Regions from separate parts of the Drosophila melanogaster genome. Here region 2 is linked to region 1. The links are chromatin contacts, called in public Hi-C maps. All regions are on one chromosome and are shown on one strand. The core of a region is the stretch at or near the end of the contact, and the rest is flanking DNA. Distances in the headings are between cores, read along the strand shown.

Evidence for each region. A called contact is a pair of places that touch in the nucleus more often than the background predicts.
Region 2: a Hi-C map of the Kc167 cell line shows a contact between it and region 1, with 2.8 times the contacts expected there. A contact is called at or near these places in 5 of 107 Hi-C or Micro-C datasets (the Kc167 cell line, cellular blastoderm embryo and embryo).

What each region holds. Positions count from the first base shown.
Region 1 is chr3L:9,965,634-9,972,406 of dm6, reverse strand. CG6685 reads left to right here and starts at 4,090. Exons shown (of 4, transcript NM_001274742.1): 1 at 4,090-4,302; 2 at 4,366-4,573; 3 at 4,627-4,720; 4 at 4,786-5,804. The coding sequence starts at 4,113. The coding sequence ends at 4,935. bma (black match) reads right to left here. Exons shown (of 20, transcript NM_001382075.1): 20 at 5,109-6,773. It overlaps Dronc (Death regulator Nedd2-like caspase), which reads right to left and starts at 3,928. Exons shown (of 2, transcript NM_079293.4): 1 at 3,073-3,928; 2 at 1,405-2,563. The coding sequence starts at 3,519. The coding sequence ends at 1,658. CG6674 reads left to right here and starts at 353. Exons shown (of 2, transcript NM_140120.2): 1 at 353-743; 2 at 805-1,256. The coding sequence starts at 435. The coding sequence ends at 1,197. It also overlaps CG42455 and vnc.
Region 2 is chr3L:11,605,383-11,612,155 of dm6, reverse strand. It overlaps Duba (Deubiquitinating enzyme A), which reads left to right and starts at 2,691. Exons shown (of 9, transcript NM_168465.5): 1 at 2,691-2,870; 2 at 2,968-3,480; 3 at 3,552-3,619; 4 at 3,973-4,504; 5 at 4,565-4,721; 6 at 4,810-5,012; 7 at 5,073-5,620; 8 at 5,685-5,899; 9 at 5,958-6,720. The coding sequence starts at 3,319. The coding sequence ends at 6,052. CG42832 reads right to left here and starts at 2,021. Exons shown (of 1, transcript NM_001202158.2): 1 at 1,770-2,021. The coding sequence starts at 2,021. The coding sequence ends at 1,824. Muc68Ca (Mucin 68Ca) reads left to right here. Exons shown (of 1, transcript NM_206332.2): 1 at 1-1,578. The coding sequence ends at 1,491.

The DNA of each region.
Region 1 (6,773 bases), core at 2,841-5,340:
AATATCCACCTGGCTGTTTAATTTATTTATATTCGCGAATGAGCACACTTCTTCCACACTAAGTTTATACACCGGCACCAGTCTGACCAGAGTTTGCGTGGGCCGAAATTCCAAGATATCTTAGTTTGCAGAGAATACCAATCATACTGCTACTATATTGAAATAGAATGGGATAAATTCAAATCTGTTAATTTACGTTTAAAAAGTATTTTAACCCTATGATGTCAGTTAACTCACATAGTATAGACTAATCCATAGAAAAGGAAATGGTTTAATAGCTGCCTTAATAGTCTAAAAATACTGCACGTTACTAAAATACTAGATGAAAATACAAAACGGTAACTGTGAAAACAGCTGATTTGCAGCAAACAAAGTTACCTCTGCAAACACAACGCATTTAAGCAAATGCCATTTGTGCAGTTTAACTAAGTAAAATGCAGGAATTTTCAGCCAAACGAGACGCTCTTTTCGCATGTCTCGACGATGCGAGCAAAGAGTTGCGGGGAACTGCCTTGGATCAGAGCAAGGCCAAGGCGTTTTCCATCAATGCCCTCGATCGAGGAAACAAATCCGGAAACGAATCCGGACAGGTGATGAACTACCGCCAGGGTCGCAGCATTGTTACTGGCCTCGATGCGGAGGATGGAAGACTGCGACGAATGCGCGGCAAGGAGAGCATTTTCAAGAAGCCCGAACTCCCCATTGGACGCTGTTTGAAGCCAAGAAAAACGCCAGATTACCAGGTGACAGACCATCCCTCTGCAATTAGTTGTCCCCACCCTAAACGTTTGACCTACTCTCTAGGTAAACCCGCACAAATGGAAGAAGTACTCCCTGTCTGATGTGGACATTTCCGAACAGAGCAACTCCGCCGCCGCCTTGTCCTTCCTGCGACAAATGGATGCACAGCGCGAGGCTGAGGGCGTCGATAACGAATCTCCACCTACAGATGGCAAGATCGAGTTCAAGAGGACCAGCAAACTCAGCCGCAAGCTCAAGAGCCTCAAACAGCAGGAGGTGGATGATGTGGAGCTGGATAAGCCGCAGTTAAGAGGTTCCAAGCTGGTGATGCCTGAGTATGTAATTGGCCAAAAGCCGCATAAGCCAAAGAAATGCAAAACCAAATCGGAACAGAGCCGTGCAGCGGGAAAACTACAACTGTCCCACTTGGCGGAGGAGGATGAGCAGGATGATTAGGTTAAAATGTATGATCCTAAGATTATATTATATAATAATTAGTGTCCCAATGAAATTTTAGAAATGTAAATAGATTTTAATTATATACAAACTGCGGTTTGTTGTGAAATATCATCGTTTATTTTGTAAGTGTACACACTCAAAAATCAGACTGGAAAATTGCTTTACATTTTGCCTAAATGTTCGATTTCAAAAATCTGGCTGTGTATATACTGGAACTCTGTATTATAATATTTGTAGATTTCTGGCAGTTATCACATAAATTACATAATTTCGTACCTTTAAATGAGGTATGCAATACGTATTAGAAGAATACTTGAATGAGTATTTGTTACAATATAAACATTTTATAGCACGCGAGCACAGAACACATAATCTAAAAGACATACTAAATGCGACGATAAGAACATAAATGCGGTTAAAAATGCATCCGGAATGATAAAATGTCCAGTGGCGGCAACTATTCGTTGAAAAACCCGGGATTGAAGTAGAGTTTCTTATTAAAGCCAAGATTATCATAGGCACCTGTCTGCATGGAACCCTTCTTGGTGCGCTTATTACCCACGGCTTCGCTCGTCTTCTTTAGGATATCCTCAAGGTCTGTGTCGTGGGCATGATCGGCCATCACTTGGCAAAACTTCTGGATGTACCAGCTGCCCGTGTCGAGATCGCGGTGGGTAACATAGCCCGGCGTATTAGCATAGCAGACCAGAGTGTCGGCAAGACTTGGCACATTGGTGCTCGGGCTGGGTATGCCCTCCGTCTGGGTGTCAGGCCACTTCTCCTCTTGCGCCGTATACACTGGCTCCATGAGATTGCCTTGATTCTTTGGATGGCCCAAATCATATTCATCGCCGCGGCAAAAGGGAAACATAAGCACCTTCGGCTTGTTCACCAAATAAGGACATTTGGCCGTCTGGAAATGGTCCTTGATCTTCTGCATATCGACCACAGATCCATCGCAAAACTCCACCTTCTCTTTTCCCTCCACACTGTTGCCGTGTGTCATCAGTACCATTACGAAACACTCGGTATTCTGCACATACGACGAGGAGGTCACCATTGTCAGAAGTTTAAAGAACTGATCCTGATTCACGTTCCCATAGGGGAAAATCGTAAAATTCAGTTCTTGAAACAAGTGTATCAACGACTTGCTGTCCTTTTCGGCTCCGATCCGTCGACGGTTTTGATCCGGATAGTCCATTATGTTAACCATTAGCAAAACGCCTCGGTTGAAACGTGATTGCATCTTATATGTGCCCAATATGGCACTATCCCCACCATGTATCTTTTTCGATTTTTTTACCTCGGGACCGTCAACGACACCCACATAAGGGGTGAGTGCTCCCAGCGGCTCATTCCGGAGCTTTGGTAGGAGAGAGAAAGAAAGAACAAATTACAATAAAGATAAGATTTTCAATATATATATTATATTTTCATTGCACGGTTAATGTGGCAGACAAAGAAGTAATCAACATTCGTGCTATATAAACACAGCTGCCAGCAATATTGCGATAAGATTCTGGTTAAAAACAAATCCTACTAAAAGAATAATTGGGATAGGTAAGTAGAATGGATGTGATTCATGCTTCCAAAAAAAATGGAAAACAAGAATCTCATACACGAACTAACTTCTGAAAGAGAAGCAAATAATACTGTGCACATGTACCAAAGTAGTATTCATCATTGAGTCCATTTACAATTCTTAAAGATACCTTTTCTAATCTCATTCCAATAGGAATAACTCAATTAACAAACCTAAAAAAAAAAATGCAAATAAATTGTGCCATAAACCGGTTTTTTGTAGAAATCAGGGTCAATGACCTGAGCTGCAATTTCACCATCAAAGCTTTCGTATGATTTTATTTTCATTACCTTGCTAACGCAGGGTCCTTCGGAGGCTTCGGGTGAGGGTGTGTCCACAATATCGGCCGACTTCCGGCTGGTTCTCCGTTCGTTTAGCGAGATAAAGGGTGGCCTTGAATCGGACTCATCGACGGATTCCAATAGAACGGCCGCATCCAGACAATTGATATTGCGCAGTGCATTGATCAGCAGGTTATAGGCGGTGGGACCACGCTGGGTGATCTTCAATAGGAGCCTACGATGCTGCTCCACACGCACATCCTTCTCGTCCATGTTGAATGGCTTGCCATTGAGATCCTGCGTATTTCTTAGCATCTGAACGGTTAGGATGCCCTGTTGCACGCACTCCATGGCCAGACGCTCGTAGTTCGTCCATTCAACCAGTATATTCAGATTCTTGCGTATATGCTCGCGATGCCTCTTCGGCATTCCAATCTCGAGCTCCGGCGGCTGCATTCCGGATATGGCTTCCACGCGTTCCGGTGACTCCGCTTATTGGGCGCGCCAAGGATGGCTGCCGTGATCAGTCTCCAATTGGCAGTGGTATTGGCAGTGAATCACCCGTCTCCAAGGTTTTCCCGGGAATGATTTCGTTTATCGCTACTTGTCGATTCTTTGTCTCCGCTTTGTTGTTGTCGTCGTTGTTTTTGTTTTGCGACTTTCAAGAAAGGGGCACAAATCGGCGGCCCTGCTGGTGTCCTTATTTTTCCAAAAGTAAATTAACTAGTCTATATATTGCACTAGATGATCCTAGCAAGGATCGGGGATCTTCGAATAGGATTTCTTTCGAAACAAAAGGACCAACGAGCGTTTCGCGCCGCCAAACTCGCCACTAAACTAATAAATGAAACTTTGGGATTGGTGTGGCTGCTTGTGGGTGCGCCATTTTAACCAGAGAACGCGTCCGGGATAAATCCATGACATGAACCGTCTCCATGTTCCACTTATTCCACCATTCCTTCATTGCCGCATCAAATGATTCAATTTAATACTAAATACCAAATACCATATGGGGTCAGCCTAACAAACCGTAAACATAAACAAAAGAAATGGAGGAGGAGCAACAATTTACGCCGGAACCGAAAAACTCCGCGCAAAAAGGCGCAGAAAAGCCTGCAAGGATTCCGAGAGAGGTGAAAGTTAAGCTGCAAAGGCAACTAAACAGACTGGGCTACTCACAGCAAATCCTGCTCGAAGCAGCCAAGCAGCAAAATCAAAATAATTCGAATGGCATTCTCCGTGAGTTTTCTTAAAACATGCATAATGCAATAAAAGTACATTGTCCCCCAATCCCTTTTCTAGAGTATGTGGCCGACATGATTGGCAAGGGCGAGGAAATGGTGAAAAACTGCGACTCCGTTAGCTTAAACAACATTAACCAGTGGCTGGAGCTCATGAAAAGTTCGCAACTCGCTGAACTCTGCGAATTCGAAGCAGCCGTCGTTGTGAACTCCATAATCCAAAATGAGACAAAGCCATCGCCAACGGAACTGAACGGCATTGACTTGAAGTAGGAATGGTTTTGATAAACTACATTTGTATTTAGCATTGTGGTACTTTCAGTGAGGCCTACAAGTTTCTGGAAAACGCTTTGATGGGCCAGCCGCAAAAGAAGATGAGCGATGCGACCAAAGAATTTTTGTCCAAGGAAATTGAGGTGAGCAGAAGGCTGCATCAACTTTCCAAAATAGTTAAAAAAAAAGGAAATCCTAATGCCAACAGCTGCTCATAGAGAAGGCAAACACCGACGAATCCGACGATGTGGCACGCAGCATGGGGCAGCGTTTATTTGACCACCAGTTTTTGGATTACATGGAACAGCGGCAAAAGTGCAGTTTGGATCCACTATTCCTGGACGAGAAGCTAACGTAGAGGCTGTTATTGAGTAATTGAGGAATTTAGCACACAGAGCATTTATTCATTTCCACACATTTATTAAACATTTAAATTCAATTGTTTGTTACATACGTACATTGTCACACGCATTTGCACCGCTCCATTATCATCAATCAAATCATCGGATCCCACGTTTATACATTATTAGTATTACTATGCCAAATGCCCCAACCTTTGTACGTATTAATATTTGATAATTACACTCTTAATTAAGTACTTGACTATAAACAGTTTTAGCACATTTAAAATCTAGAATTCCTTTAGTTGTACACAATTACTTCGAGTAGTGTAAGAAAAAGTTGTGGGTCTTTGGCCTTTGGATTCTCTCAATTGCATAACATTTATTGTGCATGATTGTTTTCAATTGTTGGGGCTGCCAATTAGCATTGCATAGACTAGTGTAGAGATAGGTAGTTTAGTTTTAGGTTTTGCTACGATTAGCTTTGTTTTAAACTTTAAGAGGCATAAAAACAGTTGAGTGCTGCTTGACTCCCATAGCATCACAATAGAATCACAAGAGACAGAGTTGGCTTCATTTCAATTCAATTCATTAGAGGATCTAGGATGGTACACTTACGATAACATAACGTACATACGATCAGAATTACATACAAATTCGAATACAAATATAATACCCTTTTGTTTTAGGCGCAGTTACTAGCACTAAAACGATCTTCACACAATCAAATGCAATTCAATAATGTACATAATATAACTCTTAAATGTTCAGTCCAGTTTGAGCTTTTGGTTTTCCCCTTTTTCTTTGATTTAGATTTTGTTTTTAATTTTTTCATTTTTAAATTTTTTTTTTTGTTTCTTGTGTTTAGGTTTCTGTCTTGTCGCGTAAACATTAATTAAAATTAAGTAAATCTAATTATATATACGTACGATTAAACGCTAGTAAACCATATCGATATGCTTGTCTAAGGTGAAATAAATAAACAACAAATTCGGACCGAACAAAATGCAAAGCAATTTCAGGTGCATGGCAAGGATATGCTGGAGTTTCAGGATCAAATTAGCTGGCATTAACCAAACGCAGATCCAACGAATCGAACAAACACAACGAACGACAACAACGTAACTTAAAATTGCAATTGTTTGTTAGTTGATAGTTGATATAGAATTAGTTTTAGTGTCGCTTGAATTTTGATTGTCCCGTTCCCGTTCGTGTAATTCATACTTTTATTCATATCATTCGAGTATGTGTATATAAAGTAGAGTGGTTTTTAATGTGTCCTAGATAGAGTTCGTCCTGCTGCTGCTGCTGCGTTTTGTATACATATATAAATTCATATTTTTTTTCGGGTTTCACTTCTACTCCGCTAAACATAGCACAACAATAATGATAATAATCGCTTTAATTGCCGTTTACGTAATGAATACATCTATGACACTGGTGAGTCTTCACTATATGTATAAAGTTTCAAGAGTTTACCATTACCAATTACCACACTTTTACGCATATAGCTGCCCAACTATACAAATTGACTATAAATGTGAGACTGAGATTGAGTTTGAGATTGCCTTCGGGTACAGCGGCTTCAGTAATTACTGGCTCTGGTTCTATTTCGGATCGGTGGACCTTGGATTGGATTCGTGTATATTCACCTTAGTAGTAGTTTTGGGTGTTTTTTTGGAGCTATCTATTACGTTTGATCATAGTGTGTATATATTGAATGAATTGAATGATGGGTATAGAATATACATAGATTTATGTGGGATTCATCACTATAAAGCGCAGGCGGGATCACTCGAGGTTCTTGGCCAAAAAATAAACGTTCCTTTCGTATTCGTGGTTATTCATATTGATT
Region 2 (6,773 bases), core at 1,442-3,941, 1.6 Mb before region 1:
AATCAGTCAGGTACTTTAACTCTTCCTGCGGTCGATGGCCTAAAGTCGTCAACGAAAACTACAACAACATCCACCAAAGGAACTAAATTGTCAGATATCTTGTCTCTACCGGAAGTTGATGCCAGCATAGCCGTTAACGGCGATGAGTCCCGCTCAGCATCTATTAAAGATACAAACATTTTGTCAAAGATAGACTTGAGTCTGCCTAAACTGGATGCCAGCCTAAATGTTAATGGTGGAAAGTCAAGCTCAAAATCCTCAACAACAACTACGACAACATCCACAAAGGGAAATAAAGTATCCTTGTCTCTACCAGAAGTTGATGCCAGCATAGCCGTTAACGGAGATGATGCCCGCTCAGCATCTATTAAAGATACAAACATTTTGTCAAAGATAGACTTGAGTCTGCCTAAACTGGATGCCAGCCTAAATGTTAATGGTGGAAAGTCAAGCTCAAAATCCTCAACAACAACTACGACAACATCCACAAAGGGAAATAAATTATCCTTGTCTCTACCAGAAGTTGATGCCAGCATAGCCGTTAACGGAGATGATGCCCGCTCAGCATCTATTAAAGATACAAACATTTTGTCAAAGATAGACTTGAGTCTGCCTAAACTGGATGCCAGCCTAAATGTTAATGGTGGAAAGTCAAGCTCAAAATCCTCAACAACAACTACGACAACATCCACAAATGGAAGTAAATCGTCTAAAATTTTGACTGTACCGAAAGTTGATGCCGGCATATCCATCGATGGCGGAATATCAGGTTCAACATCAACTAAAACTATTAAAATTACGTCAAAGAACTCTGCAGTACCCAAGGCCAGTTCATCTTTCAAAACTACGACCACAACCACTACATCGAAGACTTCATCGGTCCCAAAAACAGAGTCCAAATACTCCTGGTCTAGTTCGTCGAAGAAAACGTCCAATCCTATTCGTTTAACCCTACCTAACATCAACGCAGGTATTTCTGTTGGCGGAGGAGATTCTTCGGGCTCCTGGTCCAAGCTAATCAAGAGGAGCACCAGCAGCGACGAGACGAATGCCAGCGATGGTCCATCTCTTTCCGGTTCTATTGTAGGTGCAGGTGGATCTCAGTCTGATGAATCCTGGTCTCAACGTTCAGGATTCTCGGGTGACAGTTCCAGTGCCCAGGGATCTCCGGACATTCGCATTCGATTGGGCCGAGAACAGTCAGGAAACGATGCTCAGTCCCAAAACTCGAATTCTTGGACCCAAAGCGCAACACAAGGCAGCGAAAGCTTGGCTAATGGAGCAATAACCGCCAATGGCCTAAGCTTGGAGGGTTCAGGGAGTTCCGGTGGTGTTGCAACTACGATACCAGGTGGCTCTGTCGGTGTAACCGGACAATATCCATATTGGTGGGGCAACGGCCGTTGGGTGGGTGTTGGAGCCAGGCCCAGTTGGCGATATGGATGGCGTCCTTATGGAAGCGCTTGGGGCGGATGGAACAATCAATATTAGAGTTGGTCCTTGCGAATGGATAGGGCCCAGATTAAACGGCTCATGACTTTAATGTATACGATTGTAAAATATATGCATACGAATATTATAAATCGTGTTTAATTTTTTTGTTATCTATATGAATACTAACTGAAAATAACTACTTTTTAAATGCATACAGATATAAGCAATTTTCGTCTTAAATAAATTGGGACAGCTCAAATAAGTACGGCTTAGATAAGTTATTGAGATTAACCTATTGATGGCCAATTAATATTAAAAACTAAAACATTTAAATTAAGGTGCTTTCATTTTATTGACAGAAAATAAATTTCAGATATGTACAAATTGTTCTAGAAGAAGAAGTAGAATTTGTTTCCACTACCGCTGCCGTTGAAAAACCGTATAAATTCCGTCAAAGACCATTGTGGAGCAGAAGGAGATTTTGTCGTGGTTTCGGAGGCCTCAGTAGTTGTGGTACTTTCGGCGTTGGCGCTCAAAATCGCCACCATTGCAAAAAACAGAAAAATAAATACAACCTCTGTCTTCATCGCTGGGTTGTTGGTAGACTAGCATTTTTGCTACGTTTTTAGATGTTTTATACCTTTTCTAAATAAATCGAATGTTGTTGTCCCGCGATAAATATTTACACATGTGTTTCAGAGCATAATATCTAATGACGAAAAGTCAGCCACCTATAATTTGTAGACGGCGTGAAAGAAAACAAACATTTTCTGAGGTTCTCTAAAGATTTGCGTTGTTCGTATAATATAATTCACATTTAAATTATAATTAAAAAATTATTTTAAAAAACTGAAATTCAGAACATACAAAAAAGCAGTTTATATAAATGTAATATATAATAATAATAATAATAATATTTATAAAAATCCTATAGTGTTAAAAAGTTCAATCAGATCAAATACATTTAGCAGCATTCGTTACAAATTACATCTCTGATAGGGTCATGTCTTCAGTGGACACTTTACATAATTGTTTATGTCCTCGCTAATCTCATGGTTTAGTCCAGGTGTGGAGATTTTCTATTAAGTGCATATTTTATATACTTGTAGACCAGAAATTAGAAACGCACGGCTAAATGCTTCGTTATTTCCTAAAATTATCCGTATCTTTGTTTTTTAGTTTTGCAGTAAAATTAACAGAGCTCCGTGTTTCATTTTCCGTCGTTCCCTTGCTACACCTACGACGATGGTATATTTACGGCAAAAAACTGCGGTAACACTGGACAACGTGCACAAAATAAAAAAATCGAACTACAGGAATAGCAAATATATAAAATCCCCAAATTATTTTATATTCATTGACAAAATTTCCCTGTAAATCGGATATACCGGAGTCAGACATTAATAATCGCAGAGTTTAAGGCAACGAATACAGTGGTGAGCAACAGCGAACACAGCGCACACACACAAGCGCACACACACACTTGCACAAAAACAGATGAAAATCTGGAAATTGTCTTTTTTTTTTTTGTAGTTTTGTATTGCTCAGGAGACTGTGATTTACTGCCACAATTGGCTATAGAACACACTTATCCTACGATAAACAAGCACCGATTTCTCTAGCCGCAGACAAGAAAAACTCACATTTCAGTTGGTGAAAGGAACCAACTGAGGTCGCAATTTCTGCGACGACATCTCATCTCGTACAAAGAAGTCATAGTTTTCTGTTAGTTGTGTGGATCGTGATTAAGAATTAAGGAGGTGTCCCTATATGACGCACGCTTCTCGACCTAAGCAAATAATTAAAGACATCCGATAGCCAATAACAAAGGAAAGAGCGAGAGAGAGCGCACAGCAAGGGACACAAAAATAGCAGCGCACCAACATGACAATCAAGCCAGTGAGCGCCCCACCGAGCGCGAAACGCGTGGCTGGAAATGTGGATCCCGATAACAAGGAGGCGCAGGTGGTTGTGGTGGAGCAGTCGGTGGTCAGCCAGACCCATAACCATGCCCACAACCACCGTAACGTCGTCATCGATGGGCAGGTGAGTGGTTCTTAAGCCCCTTCTGGGATTTGCTCATTAATATGCACCTTCGCTCCGCCCCCTATTTCTAGAGCCCCCAAAGGCGTGGCGAGGTCTACGACGAACTGGCACGCACCCATCGCTGCAGCCCACACAAGAGGTAAGTTATAGCAGTGGGCCACCAGGATTTACTGGGGTGGGGCCTCACGCCCTGCACCAATTGATTAAGTCGCCTGATGGGTAGTCAGATTACATTCCTAGAACATTACCTATGGTAAATCTACTATAGAGTTTCTTCTGGGAATTTATGGCCATTTATTCTAAACGACTAACGACCAATTCAACAAAATACCTCGAAAGATACTTATACAAAGGTATTGACATTTGAAGTGTCACATCTACTATGCAATGATTTTGTTAATACAATAGTTGGCAGTCAGATTTTCAAAATTCAAAATTCTGGTAAATTTTGCTCAGCATTTAATATCGTCGTTTTTCCGTCTTTTCCACTAGCACACGCTCGAAGCGTCGCGAACACCACGAAGCGCATGCACACCTTTATAAGCGCGATCGTCTGGAGCGCGAGAAACTAGTCCATCCGACGGCAGCGGCGGGCAGTGGAGCACCTGGTGTATCTGGCAGCAAGTGCAACAGTCCACCGTCGACCTCAACTTCCGGCAGTAGCAGTCCGTCGGCAGTGGGCCGAAACTCACCCGAACACTTGGGACTGGGCTGCACCACGGTGCCCACAGCTCAGGTCCAGATGTCTACGTCTACGGCGGCCGCCAATTTGCTAAAAACAGTGGAGGAAACCTTTTCCGGTTACAATAGCGGCGATGAGCATCATCAGCCCAAAGAGCGATTGATTCCAGTGGAAGAGTGGCAGCGACGTGATCTGGAGTTCGCCAAATGTATGGAACAGCGCGGCTACGAACTTAAGCCTGTCGAGGAGGATGGCGCCTGCCTGTTTCGCTCTATATCCCTTCAAATATACGGCGACGAGGAGATGCACGACGTGATCCGCCAACACACTATGGATTATATAGTAATGTTTCCTCTTGATACACCTTTTAATTTGTCCTAACAATTTTGGTTACTTATGCAGCACGAGAATCGGGAATATTTCGGTCAGTTTGTCACCGAGGACATCAACAGCTATATACAGCGTAAACGGGCTCGTGATGCTCATGGCAACCACATTGAGATCCAAGCTATTTCCGAGATCTACAGCCGTACCGTCGAGGTATACTGCTACCAGTCAAGTAAGTAGTCAGCTAAGATTGTCATCTATATATGTATATATTTTGTGATATACATACTAATATAAATTCATTTATTAAATATTTCCAGATCCCATCAATATATTTAACTCGGAACAGTCGCAGGCGGGTTATCCCCCGCTGCGTTTATCCTATCAGCGCGGATCACACTACAATGCTATTCTGGATCCCTACAACGCCACCGTTGGCGTGGGCCTGGGCTTGGCTGGATACAAGCCCGAGATCCAAACCAAAGAGGCTGTGCGTCTCAGCGAGCAGTTGGAGATCGAACAGGTATGTAATAGAAACAACATTACTAAGTACCATCCATTTACCAACCCTTTTTAATTGTAGACCATGTTTGAAGATAAACTAAAGACAACAGACTGGGAGGCCACTAACGAAGCCATTGAGGAGCAAATTGCTCGCGAGTCTTACCTACAGTGGTGTCGCGAGAATACGCAACGCTCGCGCAACAGCAATACAGCGGCAGGATCGGCCACATCCTCGACGGTTACCTCTGCAGAAGCGCTTACCGACTCCGATGCCTCGCCCTCAAAATACTCTGCGTGTGGGGGCACTGGCAGCAGCGGTAATCCACCTGTGGCTTTGACCAGCGGTAGTGGTGGTGATGGCGCCGGACCCGCATTTTCGCTGTCGCCCAAAACACTTAACCAGTTTAGTCACAAGCTACCGCAAGAGGTTAACGAGCTGGGTGGCTACGATAGCGATGCAACAGACATGAGTAGCACCAGCTCGGTGGGACACAGCGGTGGCAGTTCATCGCCGAGCACAGCTGCAAGCCAACGTTCGGGCAAGGGATCCAAGTCTCAACGTCGCGCTACGGCCCTCAGAAAGAAGCGACGACACGAAACTCGCGAGACGACTTTGGCTAGCAAGAGGTTGGTGTTCGTGGCGACTTGTGGTGCAGCTTACTGAGGTTTTAAGTTCCTTCCTACCTTGCAGCGCCGAGGCTTTAGAGGCTCCGCTGAGGAAGAGTCCAAAGCGCGATTCAGCGCCATCAGTGGCACGAGCTGACACGCCAGAGGCTGAGCAGCGTCCCTCCACCTCGAAGCAGTCGTCTCATTCGCCACAGAAGAACGTGGATAGCAAGTCACCTACGGAGCAGAGTTACTCTAGCTTTTATCAGGAGCTGCTCGAGGCATCCTACGCCAATGAAGGTGAGTTCGAATCAACTGAGCTACAACATATCTAAACATTTCTACCCATTGATGATAGGCGCTAACGAAAGCGAGATGCTGCAGCAAGCCATCCAGATGTCCACACGCGATTACATGGAGGACCAAAAACGAAAGTTTCTCTTCGGACCGTAGACGGTGCCGCATGGAAACGCATCGTTCTTTGTACAGTGATTTAGTAGTTATTTTCGAAAAAGCAAAAAAACATGAAACAGAACTTACCAAAACAAAAACGAAATACGAGGAGAAACTACATGCTATAATCGATCTAGAATGTTGATAAGTGAGCGTGAAGCGAAGTTTGCGATTCGAGCAATGGTCATCGTAGCACACCCGCTTTTGCACATTTACATTCTCACATAACACTAACCCTATAAATATCATAAACATATATTTTTAATAAGGCCTCGTTGTATAATCATTAGAACCAAAATTAAAATGAAGCATAATAGGTTCATTTATATTTTTTTGATTCGAATGTGTATAAAGCACAAACTCCACCCAGCGTGTTATTTTTTTTTACCATGAATGAATTTTCCCTCCACACCACGTTCCTTTTCCGATAAAATAATGCCTATTTCGTAATTCGTCATAATGTTAAGCTTAGTGAAGTACGCACGATATGGGACGGTAAATCAAAACTGCTCGTACATAAAATAAAGGATATAAAACTAACACATGGGCATATACAGAATACAGATAATAATACGGATAACGCTAATTAATTATTTAATTGACTACAATAAATGGTGCATATTAATCGTAATTTATGAGTACTCTTAATAAAGCAAATAAATAACCCCAAATATGAAGCTTTGTTGCTTTTTATCGGAAAATGTATCAAAGAATAAAATAG